Regions from separate parts of the Astyanax mexicanus genome. Here region 2 is linked to region 1. Evidence: chromatin contacts called from public Hi-C data. All regions are on one chromosome and are shown on one strand. Each heading gives the region's core, a stretch centred on a gene start, on an enhancer-like site or on the middle of the called end of the contact. The rest is flanking DNA. Distances are from core to core; before and after follow the strand shown.

Region 1 (4,262 bases), core at 543-3,042:
AAAGTGCATCAGAGCCTAGATTCTCTGCCCGAACCAGACCTGACCCGAGGACCGACCCGAAATCGGGTCCGTTCGGGCCGAGATTTCCCACCACATTCCTCGGGCCGGGTCGGGTTGGGCTCCAGAAAATAGTCTGAGATGTAGGCATCTGTTTTTTAATTATATATTTTATTTTTAAATAAAGCTCTGGTGTGATAATCACAATGTTAATGCTAAGTAACCAATTATTATTGTTAATGAAAACGAACCAAATAACGAAAACTGAAAGTGAAACTTAACTAACTTATTTATAAGCGCTGTTTTCACTCCCGCAGTTCTACAGCGGGAGGTGTTGTGCCGATTCTGTCCGCGAAGCGGGAGTCGGATTGAGCAGGGAGTCGGATTCGGCATAACAGCGGCAGCGCGGCTGCACCTCGCGGTCCGCGGTGTTAGTTGTAAGCGCTCGCGCTAGCCGCAAAATACGACAGAAAACACTGAGAAACTGCAGAATTATGAATTGGACTAAAATGAGCACGAGGAGATAAAAGAGAACCTTTACCTGTGAGTAGCTCTCATCAGAACACGCAAATCTCTCTCTCTCTCTGTGTCTCTCTCTCTCGCACGTGAACTTCTCCGCACTGTGTTTAGCTGTTCTTAAAAATCATTTTTATTAAATAATAGTTCTATGCTTCTATGTTAGTGTTAATTAACATAATTCTGATCATATTTCGCTCATTCAAACAGCCTGAAAACAGACTTGTAATCTTGTAATCAACAAGCTTGTAATCAATGTGGCCGTAGTCACAGCTAAAGGAGGAAATACATCAAACCTGTTCTCCCATCTCCGAGAACACCACCCCGCTGTGCAGCGGAAAGTATGTGTTTAGTTTATAATTTTAATCTGAACATAAATAAAAACCTCTTTGTAGTCGTGCACAACCCATGCGGTAAGCGCCCGCAAAAGCGCTGAGTTATCCGAAATTTGGGCACGCAGGTACAGGCGTGAAGTGCGTGCTACGATGGATTCACGTGTCCGTGTAAAGGTCCTGGCCGGACTGGATGTGAAAGACGCCATTCATTTACATGCGTTAATTTTCAAATTCTGACGTGCCTGTTTTTCATATGTTGAAGGTTTTAAGGTGTGAAAGCCTTAAAATAGAAATCTCTATTGTGAGGATCATGTCAGAAATAAATCCCCTCTTTCTGCAGTATCTGGTTATATACCAACTTTTTTTATATATATATACACTCTTAATGCCCTTAAGAGTAGTGGAAAAACATGGTTTCCTTCACCTGATGGTGTAGTTTCTACAATAAATAGTTAATTGAACAAAAAAACTTTGTTGTAATTTCTTTAAGGGTCAGTTTAATAATATATGTAACAAACTGTGATACCGTGATAACCGTGATACCGCGGTATTTTCCGAGACGGTTATCATACCGTGAAAATCTCATACCGTTGCAACCCTATTTGTATGATTTGATTTTAGGATTTGTCAGAAATTCAGATGCAGGGAAGTTCTAACCCATTAAGAGGTTTTAAAGGTATTAAAATCTTAAACTTAATTATAAAAGAACTAGCAGCTATTGTGTATTGATGATTGACCAACAGAGAGTAAATCCTATTTTATATTTAACTGTTTTATAATCCCATCACAGAAAATATGGTAATTATCTATATATGACTCAATGTTGTTCTTTCCTTTTCGTTTGCCTTTTCTCTTCTATGTGCTCTGCTTCTCTCTGTTGGGCAGGTGAGTCAGGGCAATGTTCCCGGCATTGAGAGCGCATCCCTGGCCATGGACACAGAGGAGGGAGTGGAGGTGGTGTGGAATGAGGTTCAGTTCTCTGATAAGAAGGTCTTCAAGGCCCACGAGGTAATGGTCGCAGCGGCGAGGGATGCACCAAATGAATGTGGCAAAAAAAAAAAAAAGGCCTTTAAGAGTTTTACATTTAGGCTATTTAATTTATGCAAGGGTAAAAAAGTTCCAGAAAGCACAATGATCTGAGAATTGCTGGCACCAGCAATACTAGTGACAAGGGAAGTTTATAGAAATAAGGATTTGGGTATTTGGCCTTCCAAACTGCTTAAATTTAAAATATTATTGCACATTTATTTACAAAATATTTGTTTTCAATATTTTAGTATTGTGCAGGTCTAATAATAATAATACTAATAATCTAATTTATGTAGCCCTTACTCTTGAATAGCTGTTGCACAGTAGATGAGCCCTCAGTCATGCTTAAAGGCTTGCAGGAAGAAAGACCCATCTGTAAAAGAGGATGCTGCTGCTCTTTCTGCTCTGCACGAGTGGCAGTGACCTGGAGGCTGGTAGGAAAGCGGGCCTGTGAAATAAACAGTGCCTTGCCCCCTTGAATTTTTTAACCTTTGCCACATTCCAGGCCTCAAACATAAAGATTCATAATTGTACATTTTTTGTGAAAAATCAACAACAAGTGGGACACAATCGTGACAAAATGTATTGGCTATTTTTAACTTTTTTTTTTTTTTTTTAATAAAAAACTGGGGTGTGCAATATTACTCAGCCCCTTTGCGCTAATACTTTGTAGCACCACCTTTTGCTGCGATTACAGCTGTAAGTAGCTTGGGGTATGAAATTTTGGCCCATCCTTGCAAAACAGCTGAAGGTCAGTGGATGGAGAGCATTTGTGAACAGCAGATTTCAGCTCTTTCCACAGATTCTCTATTGGATTCAAGTCTGCACTTTAACTTGGCCATTCTAACACCTGGATAAGTTTATTTGTGAACCATTCCGTTGTAGATTTATGTTTTGGATCATTGTCTTCTTGGAAGATAAATCTCTGTCCCAGTCTCAGGTCTTTTGCAGATTCAAACAGGTTTTCTTCTAGAATGGTCCTGTATTTGGCTTCATTCATCTTCCCATCAATTTTAACCATCTTCCCTGTCCCTGCTGAAGAACAACCGGCCCAAACCATGATGCTGCCACCACCATGTTTGACAGTGGGGATGGTCTGTTCAGGGTTATCGGCAGTTGCTCAAAATCAAATGACTCGGACTCCAGCAGCTGCTGTTCAGGCCCGTGCTGCTGTCTTTAATGGCTGCAGTGTTGTGTTCTGTATAGTGGTGTAAAGCAGTGTTAGTGAAACGATGGCAGACAGTGGCAGTACGGATTAAGAGCAGATAATGGAAATATGCTAACATTTGTGTTTCTGTTTTTAGGACAGGATCAAGGAAATGTTTGAGAACCTGATGCAGGTGGAGCATCCCAACATCGTCAAATTCCACAAATACTGGCTGGACACAAGGGAGAACCGGGCCAGGGTGAGAGCTCAGCATTTTCTACTAGTTTTCTTAATGCTTAGATTACTACATAACCAAATTCTGTGTAAAATATATTAATAATGAAAAATCATACACTACATTAAATGTTTAATATTTATATGACTTTATACACTCAGCATGGAGCAGAGTGCAACAAATATAAATGATGAAAAACATGTGAATCACATGTTCACAAAATCGAGAAAACATCACTCAAGAACATATGATTTACATGTGCTAAACAAAAAGTAAAAGCAGCATTAAGGGTCCAACACACATCTTTACTAGGGATGCAATGGTTCTCAGTATTTTATAGAATCGGCACAACACCGCCCGCTGTAAAACTGCTGGAGTGAAAACTTATAGCACTTATAAATAAAGGAACAAACATTCTAAAAACTATTCTATCTGTTATTTCAGTTTGTTTTAGTTAGGTACCTTTTTTTCTTTTAATTACTGTTTTATTAGTTTCAGTTAACAAAAATGTTATTTTTGTTTCAGTTTTGTTATTTTGTTCGTTTTCGTTAACAATAATACCAGGTTACTTGGCAATATTGTCATTACCACGCCAGAGCCCAAGAACCGCAATACGAACCGAACGGTGGCCACACTGTAGCGCTGCATCCCTAATCTTTACCAATCAGGCTTTAACAGGAAAAAAAGTCTGACAATCGGAGCCAGTTCTTAGAGACGGATCATTGGGGACCGACCCCCCTCTACTTTCAAGAACTGATTTCTACATTCCCTTAAAATTAGTCAGAGAAATAGAGAAACTGGAGTGTCTGATTGTATCTTTTTCTTCCTGATGCAGGTCATCTTCATCACAGAGTACATGTCCTCTGGAAGTCTGAAACAGTTTCTGAAGAAAACCAAGAAAAACCACAAGACCATGAACGTGAAGGTAATCATCCAGCTTCCTCTGACTTCACATGCAGTACAGTGCCCCCCTGTGGTAAAATAACAGCAGCACAATAACATC
Region 2 (4,262 bases), core at 632-3,131, 67 kb before region 1:
CATATTTAACCGAATGATATGTTTTCCAGGTAAGATATGGAATTCCACAGGGTTCTATCTATATTTACGAAAATCGAGACTTGTGTAAAACATGTGAAATCATGAATGCCGCACAACTTTCTCCAATTAAATAGTGATAAAAAAGTTCTCCTAATAAATTATCAGACGTGATGTATAATCTGGCCGTCTTCTCAGTCACACCTGGATCAGCAGCTAAAAATCTTGGAGTTATCATAGATTCAGATCTAGCATTCAATAAACACATATCTAATGTTACTAGAACAGCTTTTCTACATCTCTGTAACATTGCCAGGCTGAGAAATGCCTGATCACTGCATGACGCAGAAAAATGAGTATACATGCCTTTATTACCTTAAGGCTAGACTATTGTAATGCGCTACTGTCAGGATGTACCTACAGTAACTTAAAGAAACTTTAGTTAGTTTAAAATGCTGCAGCCAGGGTCCTCACTAAAAAAATTAATTTAGTCCAGTCCTATCAGAACTGCACTGGCTTACTTGTTTAGTTTAGTTTTTGGTAATTAATGTCTTCCCTTTAGATAAGGCTGCAGATCCAGGGTGTTTTATGGACATAGAGAATTGTGGTAAACTGAATGCTGGTGCTGTTGTTTGCCCACTGCACGTGGTCACTCAGGTTTGTGGACAGTGGTGTTTGTGGATGCCAGTGCACATTACAACAAACAGTATATTTTCATGCCTTGCGCCGAAGTTGTTAAAATAGAGACAGCGTTAAGGAAGGTTTGTGGACAGTGGAGTGGGTGGATGCCAGTGTTTTAGGGTGCCTGCGTGTTTATGTTACTTTCTGGCTCTCTCCCTTTAGTTAGGCTGTTTTATTTAGATCTGCCGGAGTCATTAGCTACACTCTGATAATATTTTATATTCTCTGTTTTACATAAATCCAGTTAAAACTAATTCCACCTTTCTGCCTTCCTCCAAGTTACTGCCAACCTGTCTGTTTCGATATCGATGGATGTTGGACCCTCAGGCTCTCCTGTCCCCTGTTCGGCCAGACTGATTGAAGTTTCTGAAGTCAGCTCTTCTCCATCACCCACCACAGATCAGCTGCCCAGCATCCAGTTTTTGCAACATGCCTCGGACTAGTTGTTTCCTCTCCACTAGTCTGAGGCATTACATTGAAGTTTGCATGAACTTTAACTACTACCATTATTGGCGCTGCTATACACCTGAATATATTAGCGCTATGTGGATGGATACTGATTTTTACAGTTATTTAAAAGTTGTCTGACCAGTGGTAGGATTGCCCCCCCTTATGAGCCTTTGTCCTCCCAAGGTTTCTTTCTCTGAGGAAGTTTTTTTCTTGCTTCTGTTGCTCATTGTTTATTTTTTTGCCTTACTCTCTGTCCTGTGATCATTACTGTAAAGCTGCTTTGTGACAGCATCAGTTGTAAAAATACTATACAAATACATTTTATTTGATTTGATAATTTGGCCTTCAGGCGACGCAAATTAAGCGATATTAATTTGCGTCCTCACGACACCAAAGACACCCCGACAAGCCCTAAATCAAGCTGGGCAGTGTGCTGTTGACAGCTAACCTAAAGTTCACTAAAATAGGGCCCGTATTCTCTTTATTTCATTGACCCAGTTAATACATATATATGTAGAATGTCTGCTTTATTGATGGAGCCCCAGTATCGCTCGGTTTTGATTTGCGTTTTATAATTATGTAAACTTATGTAAAATCAACATTTTTGTCCTCACCACGTAGCAACTTTTTAACATGATTGTCATGGCAGTAATGTGTAGTGCAAATCAGCGGTGTGGGCGCTGCCTGACTGCGCTCTACTGTGTTGTAAATTCAGCGGGAGGGGGCGGGGCTGGAGCTTAGCAGCTGAGCGCGCGGATAGTGCGGGATTTACGGTAGGCCCTTAAAAAAAGAGGAAATTTCTGAAAGCACTAGCTCTATTATACACACGCACACACTCACCCACACGTACACACACGCAGTGCTACGCTGCACGCAGAGGAGGTGGTTGCTGGTGGGCTGTTAGGAGGGTCGCGGTGGTGTAATCTGTTAGAAGCTCCGCACAGTCCCGCACCTCCCCCGTGCTGCGGGGCTGCAGGCGGGCGGTAGGCGAGTTGCAGTTTCGCAACAGGAGCGCTGCCTACAGCCCCGCGTTTACCGCGAGCGGACCGCGCCGTGCGCACGAAGAGCCCTCGCCCGGACCTGATTCGCCTGCACGGGGGCAGTTTAATAAGGAGCTAGTTCACAGCGGACTCGGCCTTCTTTTTGTAGCCGTGGGGCTTCGGAGGGGGGCGGGTCGGATACAATGACCATGTCGGTCCCGGAGCGGATCTCGGGGTCTGGGGGAAAGGAGGAGGAGAGCGAGGACGAGAGCGAGATCCTGGAGGAGAGCCCGTGCGGACGCTGGCAGAAGCGGAAGGAGCAGGTAGGTTCGGGTTGGGATTTACAGCAGCGCCATGAGGCAGCAGACAGACACAAGACGGACACGCACACACACAGTGGGTTAAACTGCGCTGTCTGATTTATATACCTGTAGCTATAAACGCTCTACCCACCGTGCTGTTATAACCCCAGACTGCAGCAGTGATCTATCGTCAGCACGTGCTGCATCATACTGAAGCTATAATCTCACTGTGATCAAGTAATTCAACAAGAAAACGGTAAAAACACTGCCTGTTTACAGACATTTTCCAGAAACTAACCACTGAACACAAACCCACAGTCTGATCTCTGTACTCAAACCTGATTGGCTGAGGTTGTTGTTCACGAGTGGTACAAACTGTCCGCTCCGCCCACAGCGCGCGCACTATCTGTTCTATATATTTAAATATTTACAGCAGGTTAAAAATCGCTTTTTCAACAAAGTCTTTATTTTTCATTTTTTTACATAATAATGTATTTTGGGGCTAACATTTCAACACAATGCATTTATGAATGAAGTATTTCTCTGAAACCTACCAACGAGTGTATAGCATCCTAACATAAGATAATCCTTTATTAATCCGACATCTGAGAAATGTGCAGCGTTACAGCAGCACAGAGGACAGAACAACAGAAGATAAGCGTCAGAAAATACACAAACAATATACACAATCTTTCTCTCTTTACAGTATTCACAGTATTTTCACTTGTTGTTTACAGTACATTAATATATATACAACAAAATGTAAATGCTATGAATTTAGACATCTAAGATTAGAGGATGCATGGTTCGCTAGTATGTACGGTATGTGCTGTTGTACGCAGTCACCAGTGATATGTTGCACAGGTTGATAGTAAATAAATAAAAAAACAAATAGTAAACACGTGGTGATACATAGTGATGGTAAACAAATGATGCTATACATGATGAATTGAGATATGGCACATAATAAGGCACTACTGCAGTAATAAGTAAAGGTTTTATTGCACATAGTAAAAAATAGCAAACTACTGGGAGCAGTGCATGTTATACATATAATTCACTATAATCTGTATCACAACATAAAAAAGAAAAACTATGGGTTTAATAATATCAACAAGCTTGTTAAAGGCTCAAAGCATAATAAAATCACATAATCTCTCTCCAGAAACAAAACAAAAATACATTTATTACAGGCTGTGCCCTGTCTGGATTAGTGCTGTTCAGTGCTCAGAGTCTTCACTCGATAAACACAAATATGTACAAATATCAAATACAGATAGCTGTGAAATATTCACTAGCAACGATCATATCTCTACAGACCTATAAAGATATTCAAAGTAGTCACATGGCCAGGACAACAACTCCTTAATAATCCTTTATCCTGTAGACTAGTTACCATTGATTTAAATGTAATGTCACTTTATAGCTATAATAAATGTTTATTACTAAAACTTAAGTTACATATTCGTACAGATATATACTTTACTACTAATAGAAATTGTATCACCACTGTAAATCTGAGTATTAAGCATAGTTGGTCTGGCATGACATTTACAGTACTTATATCAACTGTACAATATATGGACGTAACTGTAATAAATTTTGTTGACTCTAAAAAAAAAAAAAAAGAGAGAGAGAGCACATTAATGTGAGTTTGTGTATTAAATTTGTTGATGCAGAGGCATTGCTTTAATGTACTTTAGATATTTCAACATTTTATATTTAAGTACTGGTATTTGTAATCATTAATCATACATAACTGCTTAAATTCTGTTTAATTGCATTTTTTAGCTACTGTTTTCGTTGTGTCCGTAGCATAAAATGGTTTTAAAATGAGAACACTATCGTTTAT

The links. A called contact is a pair of places that touch in the nucleus more often than the background predicts.
Region 2: a Hi-C map of muscle shows a contact between it and region 1, with 7 times the contacts expected there. The contact joins the promoter of nrbp2a here to the enhancer-like site in region 1. A contact is called at or near these places in 2 of 3 Hi-C or Micro-C datasets (blood and muscle).

What each region holds. Positions count from the first base shown.
Region 1 is chr8:47,231,086-47,235,347 of AstMex3_surface, reverse strand. It overlaps nrbp2a (nuclear receptor binding protein 2a), which reads left to right. Exons shown (of 18, transcript XM_022677963.2): 2 at 1,734-1,856; 3 at 3,182-3,283; 4 at 4,095-4,184. Among protein-coding and RNA genes, the nearest start is that of puf60a, 32 kb to the right of the region's middle. Within about 2 kb of position 1,792, the one cell type or tissue checked has an H3K27ac peak away from gene starts, as active enhancers do.
Region 2 is chr8:47,298,329-47,302,590 of AstMex3_surface, reverse strand. It overlaps nrbp2a (nuclear receptor binding protein 2a), which reads left to right and starts at 1,881. Exons shown (of 18, transcript XM_022677963.2): 1 at 1,881-2,431. The coding sequence starts at 2,312.